Linked DNA regions of Rattus norvegicus: region 1 is linked to region 2. A link is a contact called in public Hi-C data. All regions are on one chromosome and are shown on one strand. The core of a region is the stretch at or near the end of the contact, and the rest is flanking DNA. Distances in the headings are between cores, read along the strand shown. Region 1 overlaps Actn2 (actinin alpha 2). Region 2 holds the start of Lgals8 (galectin 8).

Region 1 (4,519 bases), core at 986-3,485, 170 kb after region 2:
TAACCTGGGGTGCTATCTCCCTCACTTCTTAGTTACTTTTTTCATTTATGTTGCCAGAATGCTGGACAGAAACAGCTCGAGGGGACAAGTTGATGTTTGTTCACGGTTTCATGAGGATTTCAGTCAGTCAGGACAGAGAAGACCAGGAATCAGAGAGAGCTAGGATCTTGGAGTTTCTACTGCTGGGATGAACACAACTTGGCAAGGAAACAGTTTATTTCAGCTATGTGTCCCGGATACATGTCCTGAAATAACAGGCCATCATGAAAGAGAGTCAGAGCAGAAACTAAGCAGGGGAGAAACCTGGATCCAGGAACTGAAGCAGAGGCCATGGAGGAGTGCTGCCTACTGTTCTGCTCCTCCTGGCTTGCTCAGTTTGCTTCTTTTCTTCTTCTTTTTTTTAAGGATGATCTTTTCTTTTATGTGTGAGTGTTTTGTGTGAGTGTTGTGTGTGTATGTGTGTATGTATGTGTGTGTATGTATGTATGTATGTATGTATGTATGTATGTATGTATATATGTATGTATACTACTTACATGCTTGGTAACTATGGAGAGTAGAAGATGGAGTTAGGAATGGTTGTAAACCACCATGTGGGTGCTGGGATTTGAGCTTAGGTCCTTTGTAAAAGTGACAAGTGCTCTTAATGGCTAAGCCATCTCTTCAGCCCTCAGTTTTGTTTTGTTTTTGTTTTATGTATCCCAGAATCACCACCTACAATGGACTGTGCTCTCCCATATCAATTATTAATCAAGAAATGTTGGGCAGTAGTGGTACACACCTTTAATCCCCTCACTCTAGAGGCAGAGGCAGGTGAGTCTCTGAGCTCGAGGCTAGCTTGATGTACAGAGTGAGTTCCAGGACAGCCCTCCAGGCTTGCCCACAGGCCAGCCTTATGGAGCCGTTGATTGAAATGAGGTTGTTCTCTCCTCTTAGTTGTCTCTAGGTTGTGTCAAGCTGACATAAGACTAGGCAGTGTCTTTGTTAGGCTTTCATTGCTGGGAAGAGACACCGTGACCAAGGCAACTCGTGTAAGGGTAAACATTTAATTGGGGCTTCCAGTTTCAAAGGTTTAGTGCATTTATCGTCATGGCAGAAAGCAAGGCAGAGGGCAGGTAGACTTGGTGCTGGAGGAGCCAAGGGTTCTACATCTTCATTTGCAGGTAGCAGAAGGGGATTGTCTCCTGCAGGCATCCCAGAGGAGGCTCTGTCCCACACTGGGCATAGCCTGAACACTAGGAGACCTCAGAGTCCACCTACACAGTGACTGACACACTTCCTCCAACGAGGCCACCCACACCTAGTCCAACAAGGCCACCCTCCCTAATAGTGCCACTTCTCATGGGCCAAGTATATTAAAACCACCACAGCCAACATACCCAGAGTAGAGCCCGAGTTGAGTCTGACCCCCTGAGGCCCACCCTTTGTGACTTACTTATGCCACAGTGCTCCACTTTCTTCAAATTCATGCAACTAGCCAGGGACCAAGCATTCACACACCAGGCCACAAGGGACATATCAGATGGAAACATCCAGAAATTTCTGGAAAAGACTTATCTCTTTAATGTTTCCACGTTAAAGATCTACTCTCTTGCCATTTTAAAATCAGCATAGTATAGCATCTCAGGGCAGGTACTGGGTTTGGTTTTCAGTTTGTACTCCAAGTATAAAGATCTAAATCAACTTTGGTTACATGAAAAGCCCATGTTTGTAGATAGCTGGTGGTTGCTCTTAAGGACAGGACAAGCTCTAACGAGGTGACAGGGAGCTTCTGCCCCTTTCAGAATGTTCTGGAAGAACAGCCAGATAACAATCAGATACATTTTCTCTGCTCAGCAAAAGAAACAGTAAAGTCAGCAAACGCAGGCGAGTATATGAAAAAGGAAATGGCAGAGGGGCCATGCACCCACACATTTATAAATTAATAAATTAATAAAACCGAAGTCTCAAGGACATGATTTTCAGGGGAGCAGGGCACTTCTGGAAAGTTCTCTCCTCTCAGGCTGTTTTCAAAGAAGCCTCCTGCAAATGTCTTCTGATCGCCACAGTTCCTGCTCTCCTCTTAGCCTGGTAGGGTAGCCACTTTTAAGGAGGACCCAGGCATTTACCCCTGAGATGAGGTTAAGTTTTAACCAAACTTTCTGTTTGTTTTGTTCTTTCTACCACACTAGAGGCATCCAATAGTCCAAAGAGTCATTGTCCCTAAATGGAAGAGCTCCAGCCTGCCCAGTTTTAGAAGTCTTTCTGTGCTGGCTAATGTCACAGCTCCCTCCTGGACTAGTCACTCAGTAGGCAGCAAGCTGCATGTCCTTCTAGAGAAGCCAAGGACACAGAACCCTGCCAAGTGGACACCCCCTTCCCTATGACTCATTTTAGTGTTCCAGCCACCTGGGTCAGATAGTTGGCTCTCCTTGTTGTTTCCATTTAAAAATCATGCTCTCAGGAGGCCTCAGAGGACACAGGAAGAGAAAGCTAGCCAGGGGCATTAAGAAGACAGTGCTGTTTTGAAAACCTTTAACTAACAGGATTTGTATTAACGCTTATAATTTATTCTGAGTGATAATATTTCCAGTGGGGACAATTCAAGAAACCCTGAAATGCCCTACCAGTTTTCTATTACCTTTGTATTTTGTGTATGTGTATGTGGGGGATTAGGGGTCGGGAATTCCTGAGGTGATGCAGAGGCCAGAGGTCAGAGGTCAGAAGTCGCCCTCAGATGTTTTCAGCAGGTCACCCTCCACATATTTTTTTTAAATATATAATTTTCTGATGGGCAAGAGCTTGCATGACTCAGCTATGCTGGCTGCCTAGTGAGCCCCAGGGACCTCCTTGTCTGGGTCAGGAGTAATTACATTAGCACATCTGTGGAGGTCAGAAGACAATATTAGGGATCGAATTCATGCCGTCAAATTGGTGGCAGGTTCCCTCAGTGGTTGAGCCATCTCACTAGCCTCCCTCCTGGTTTTCTATCAGGTCTTTAAAAGAGAAAGGCATGGGGCAAGTACTGGATAATGGGAGATGGCCGCCAGTTGAGGACATACATTCAATCACCCAGAACCCATGTTGAAAACCCCAACACAGATCCAGGGGAGATGACTCAGAGGCTAAGAGTGCTTCATGACCTACCCTGCTGAGGACACAGGTTCAGTTCCCAGAATCCACATCAGGCAGCTCACAACTGCCTATAACCCCAGCTCCAGGTGATCCATCGTCCTCTTCTGACCTCTACAAGTGCCCGCGCGCACACACACACACCATCTGGAAGAATTAACCTTTATTTCTTGCTTTCCATAGTGAACTGGACTACCACGATGCTGTGAACGTCAATGATCGTTGCCAGAAAATTTGCGACCAGTGGGATAGATTGGGGACGCTCACCCAGAAGAGGAGGGAGGCCTTGGAGGTAAAAACCTTGAAGCTCTTCTTGCCTTGAAAAGTCCTATGAGAGGCTCCATAATTAAATCAGTGACGTTAATTGTGTTTCTCCATGACCTCATGTGGAGACAGCCAAACATTATCCAGGAAATAGAAGAATGTGGAAAGTGGGAGCCACGGGGCCAAGGGAGGCTGGTACCTCTGCACTGTAACAAGTTAGAAGCAAACACACTTTTCAATTTTAAAATGATTGACATCTGAGCCCTGTTTGTTCAGTAGCAATCACGGTAAATTTCCCAAAAGCCCTTTTGAAAAAATTTTGACCACTTTCGTCTTTTATGTATGTGAGCATTTTGCCTGCGTGCGTGCGTGCCTGTGTACCACTCCTGTGCCTGGCACCTTTGCAGAACAGGGGAAGGCATCCTATCTCCTGGACCTGGAGTTACAGATGGTTGTGAGCCATCGAGCGTGTGCTGGGAATTCAGCTCAGGTCCTCTGGAAGAACAGTCTTGAACTCTTAACCACCAAGCCATACCTCTATACCCCTACTAAAGTTCTTCGGGGCCAAAAGCTGACTCAGGGTATCAGGCCCAACTTGAGGTGGGTACCTGGGGAATGGTAACAGATGTGGAAGAAAAAAAAATGCTAGGTTGGTAAAGTGCTTGTCTTGTACACACAGGGCCTAGGTTCACTTCCTAGAACCCCATAAAACTGCTGTGGTCATCAGTGACTAATCGAAACTCAGGAGGTAGAAGCAGAAGGATCAGAAGTTCAAGGCCATCCTTAGCTGTGTAGAAAGTTCAAGGCAAAGCTGAGCACTGTGGCACACTCTTTTTAATCCTAGCGTGTGGGAGGCAGAGGCTGGCAGATCTCGTCTGAGGCAGCCTGGTCTACATGGTGAGTTCCAGGATAGCCAAGACTATGTGAGACCTTCTCTCAAAAAAAAAGAAAAAGAAAGAGAAAGAAAAAAGAAAAGGAAAAGTTTAGACAAACCTGGGACTTTGTCTCAATAAATAAAAATAAGTGCTTTAGCAGGAGGAAGTTGTATATCTGTGTGAATTTTCAAGGGGAGTTCTTCAGGTACTTTAAATGTGAGGTTGCTCTGAGTGGCATTAAATTTTTCTTTAATTCAAAGGGCTCCCAA
Region 2 (4,588 bases), core at 871-3,370:
TAGGTTCTGGGAACCTGCTTGGGTCTTCTGCAAATGCCATGTGCAAGTGTAGGATTCTCTCCAGCCCCAGTGAAAACCATTCTTTACTCTTCCACTTGCTTGCTTCTCAATTCTTCCCAGCTAAATGTTTCTCCAGGTTATGGCTCCTCCAGCTCTCATTTCTACACTGCTTTAAAGTCAGTTCCCAGTGACCTCTGCTGCAACACTCATCAATCCTGTTTGTGTTCTATGACGCCTTGAGCATTCAGCAACCTGAATGTTCTCTGTTTTGGGTACCTGTAGCCATTCCCAGCATGTCTCTAAATTTGATATCTCTCTCTCTCTCCCCCTTTCTCTCTCTCTCTCTCTCTCTCTCTCTCTCTCTCTCTCTCCCTCTCTCTCCCTCTCCCTCTCTCTCCCTCTCTCTTCTTTCTTCCTTTCTCTTTCTTTCTTTTCTTCCTGGCCAAGTCTGTTTTCCCATTCTATCTGTGCTCCTAAGGGACCTCCCATCAGACCCAGCATGTTGATCTTTATTTTCAGAGCACACTGTTGCTTTCAGGAGCCCCAGGACTTTGTACTAGCTATTCCCACAACTTGGAATGCATCCAGCACCGAGGGGAATTTATCTTATTTTAACTTTGTAAAGAAGCAGGTCAACTCAGGCCAAACTGAAGATATTCAACTGTTCTTCACTTTCAAGTAATGTAGCATTCAACCCAATCCTTAGGAACCTTTCTTTAGAGGCATTACATTAGGTGTTGGGAATGTGTAAGGCAAATTCCCTATTGACCAAACCAGCTCAGCCAGTCAACAGGTTCTCTGGGTAGGGCATGAGGATTAAAAGAAAAAAGACAACTAGACAGCACTGTAGCACGACCCTAGCCAGTTCTGAGGCTTAGGCTGGTTTATTTCTTTTCCAGTCTGCTTTCACACCACTTTTAGTACATGCTAAATAATAAGATCAGTTCTGGGCCAAGGAACAAACAAGGTAATAAGCAAAGTCCTGTGATCACTGTTTCTAGGGGTTTACCAGGATGACCGAGATATCTGAGCCTACTTCTCTGTCCTAGCCCAAAGTCAAGTTCTTGCCTGAAGCCTACTTCTTTGTTTTAGCCCCAAATCAGATTCCTACCTGAGCTTACTTCCACATCCCAGCCCAAGGTCAAATTCCTGTCAAGTTTCTAGAAGTGGCCTCCAAAACTCTCCACACCCTATCTCAACTTACAAACCCCAGAAAGTGTAGTGAGAAGCCCACCACATCTAATAATAACAACAGAGCTAAAGCAACGTATATCAAGGGTTAACTCCAGCTATTTGGGTAGACTCTTGGAGTGAATCAAATTTAGAATGGACAAAAGGAGAAAAAGTAACAACGAATCAAACATGAAGTTGCTGCTAAGAAGCTTGTAAAAAAAAAAATCCAAGTTCAAAATAAATAAAACACAAACCAGCCAAAAGACCAAATGGCTATGTCAAACATGTCCTTTAAAAACAAACATGGGCAGTATCCAGAGAAGAGCATAACCTTGAGGCCGTTAGTACATCTAAACTAAGCAGCTTGGCCAGCCGTTCTCAGTGCCGTACAGCCTTACTTGTATTTGTTTGAACAATAACGGGGCAAACGGTCAGTCGTGCAGGCCTCTGACTATGCAGCTAAGTGCTTACTGACCATCTATCTATCTACTTTGCTCAGAACAGAGCACCGCAGTATCTAAACTGTTTCCTAAGGAAGCATTCGCCACGATTACTCTTTAAATGTTTTTTTAACACCACCCTTGAGATGGTGTGTCTGACCCAGAGTAACCGAGAATGCCTTAAATTCTCTAGTATGACATTGAATTTATAATACTCCTGCCTCCACATCGCAAGGGCTGGGTGCACCCCGACCGATTTGTGCAGAGCTGGGGGATGGAAATCAACCTGGGTGCTTCCAGCACGTGAGGTGAGCCATACCCCAAGCCTAGACACCCACTCCCGCAGCCAGCCAGTAGTTTGCGTGGGTGACAGGAAGAGCCTAACAGCCCCAACTCCCAGCGTTCGGACGCCCCGCCCCTGCAGTCGTTCGCACGGAAACGGCTGCAGGCTGACCCCGCCCTCGGCCTGTAGCCGCTCCGGGAACCCGGACGGCGTCCGACAGAGGACACACGTCGGAGCGCAGCACCTACTACCACCTGGCTGGGGTGAGTCCTGGCGACTGCGGGCTCAGGGGCATCGGGATATCACTGTTCCCGGATTGGAATCCGAAGGGAGGTTCGAGTGTGGACACGGCGTCCCGCCGTCCCCTTCGTGACACGCGCACGGGCCACCAGACACCGGGAGCGGTCGTGGGTTGAGGCTTGTAATCGGACCGTATTGTTGGGACAACGCTACCTGCCACGGGTGAGGGCTCTTCGCCGGGCGGCTCCCCTGCCGTGGAAAGGCGAGCATCACCTGGATCCCCAAGAATGACAGGCCCGGGGACAGGTGATTGACAGCTCTGTCACACTGCGCGATTCTAGACACGCACTTTAGGCTGCTGAGTCATTCGATGCCAACGTTAAACACGGGGAAACGCAATTTCTCTGGGTTGGGGATCGTCCTAAAACCTAAGTCATAGCTTGTTGTGGCTGTGACGGTGAGACATGCCTGGAGACTTCGGAGACTAGTTATTTAATGCCAGCCTAGGTCATCTTGATCTCTCTCTAGGCAAGCTATCAATTATGGATGTGGTAATGGCAATTCTTGTCTCCTTTTTGCTCGTGTTCGTGCTTCCTGAATTGCACAGAACAGAATGAAAGGTTCAAAGGATTTGACTAAAATGAGTTAATGACAGATGCTAGGTAGGGGCCTAGGGTGGTCTTTAGGGGTGTAACCAAGAGAGATGTAATTTTCTGTTCTCCGGTATAAAAGCGATTCAGCGAGTGCCTATTGTTAACAGCCTGAAGGAATTGTAGGAAGTAAACCACAGGAAACTCTAGTTTCATTTTCTGGCCTGGTTCTGGTTTGAGCCATCAAGCCTAGAGGTAGTAAGGACACTGCGAAAGTGCAAAGCATGCACTCTTTTAAAAACCAGGCGGATGCAGAACAGTGCTTCTAGTATTCAGAGGAGTAACTATGCCGCCCCCACCCCACCCTCAACTTATTTAATTTGGCTGGCTGAAGAAAACCAACGTCTTCTGTTAGTAACAGCTGACACATACTGAGCTATTTTCTACTATGTAAACTAGTTTAATCCTCAGGACAGCCCCACCGTGTGATTCCTACTCAAATAGGAAAAGTTAAATGACTGTTGTCAAAGCACTGCTCGAGTGATATTTGCCATTGTTTTAGTTTAGGGGTCTGTGTCTTGTGTGTTAGGGACTGAACCCAGGACCTTGAGCTTGTTAGACAAGTTCTCTACCACTGAGCCACACCTCCAAACCCTTTCCCCACCTTTTGTTAGGTGTTGAGGATTGAACCCAGGGTTTCAGGCATACTGAGCTCAAGCAAATGGCCACTGACCTTCTAGTTTGTATTTTATTTGTATTTACTGCTTTTGACTTGTTGGTTTTGCGGTGCTGGCATAGAACCTGGGGCCTCATCACACTAGGCAAGCTCTCTATTCAATCTGTGCCTTTAGCCCTTAAAAATGATCTTGACAGGATGCCTTAGCCTCTGTTCTACTGCTGTGAAGACACCATAATGGAAACATATAAAGGAACACTTGTAGAGGAAAGCATTTAATTGGAGCGTGCTTATAGTTTCAGAGGTTTGGGTCTATGGTCGTCACGACTGGGGAGCATGTGGGATGCAGGCAGACATGGTGCTGGAGACGTAGCTGAAAGTTCTACATTTGGATTCCCAGGCAGCGGGAAGGGAGAGACACTGGACCTGGCTTGGTCCCACCTCCAGTGACACAGTTTTCCCAACAAGGCCATACCTCTCTATCCTTTTAATTAGTTCCACTCTTTGGTGGCTCTTTTATGTATAAATACATTATTAAGAATATATGGTAGGTCTTTGGTAATACTCACTGTTGTCTGGTAACCATCAGTAAAGGAATTTAATTGACATAGGAAAGTTTGATGTGAAGAGAAACTGTGCACGGTTCTTCTTTTACACAGGACAAGTTATTACTTTGAGTAATCCTTAAATGAAGAGTGGGTAAAGCCCATATACGGAAGAGAGACTCCAGTCAACAATATCAATAAGTTGAAGAAGAAAAATGTTGTCCTTAAGCAATCTACAAAATATCATCTATAACCCGGTAATAACAGATTTTTAGCAAAGTTTTGGGGTTTTTTTGCCTGTAGTAGGATTGACAGCGAGTACACTCAGGTTCTAAAGTTCAACCAGGGCCAGGCATGAACACGATTAAGTTAGCACTCAGGGCATTCCAGCTGGGAGACTGATACTGTGACAGGTGCTGGCTCAGACCTTAAAAACATAACTTTCAAAGGAAAATGCATTTCTTATTCTACATAGTTTTCCCTTCTTTTTAAACAATTTTAATGATTTATTTTTATGGGCATTGGTTGTTTGCCTGCACGTGTGTCTCTGTGTGAGTGGAACTGGAGTTACAGACAATTGTGAATTGCCAGTGCGGTTTCTGACAGTTGAACCATTTTCCCAGCTTCTCCTAGTCTTCCCT

Evidence for each region. Hi-C and Micro-C count contacts between places; a contact is called where the count stands out from the background.
Region 1: a contact with region 2 is called in a Hi-C map of liver, with 2.5 times the contacts expected there. The contact joins the enhancer-like site here to the promoter of Lgals8 in region 2. A contact is called at or near these places in 2 of 12 Hi-C or Micro-C datasets (both in liver).

What each region holds. Positions count from the first base shown.
Region 1 is chr17:62,886,831-62,891,349 of GRCr8, forward strand. It overlaps Actn2 (actinin alpha 2), which reads left to right. Exons shown (of 21, transcript NM_001170325.1): 13 at 3,295-3,403. Among named protein-coding and RNA genes, the nearest start is that of Trnas-aga47, 5.8 kb to the left of the region's middle. Within about 2 kb of position 2,236, at least 12 of the 93 cell types and tissues checked have an H3K27ac peak or open chromatin away from gene starts, as enhancers often do. A contact at or near this core is called in liver, where this site is marked.
Region 2 is chr17:62,717,733-62,722,320 of GRCr8, forward strand. Lgals8 (galectin 8) reads left to right here and starts at 2,121. Exons shown (of 10, transcript NM_053862.2): 1 at 2,121-2,159; 2 at 4,062-4,204. The coding sequence starts at 4,163.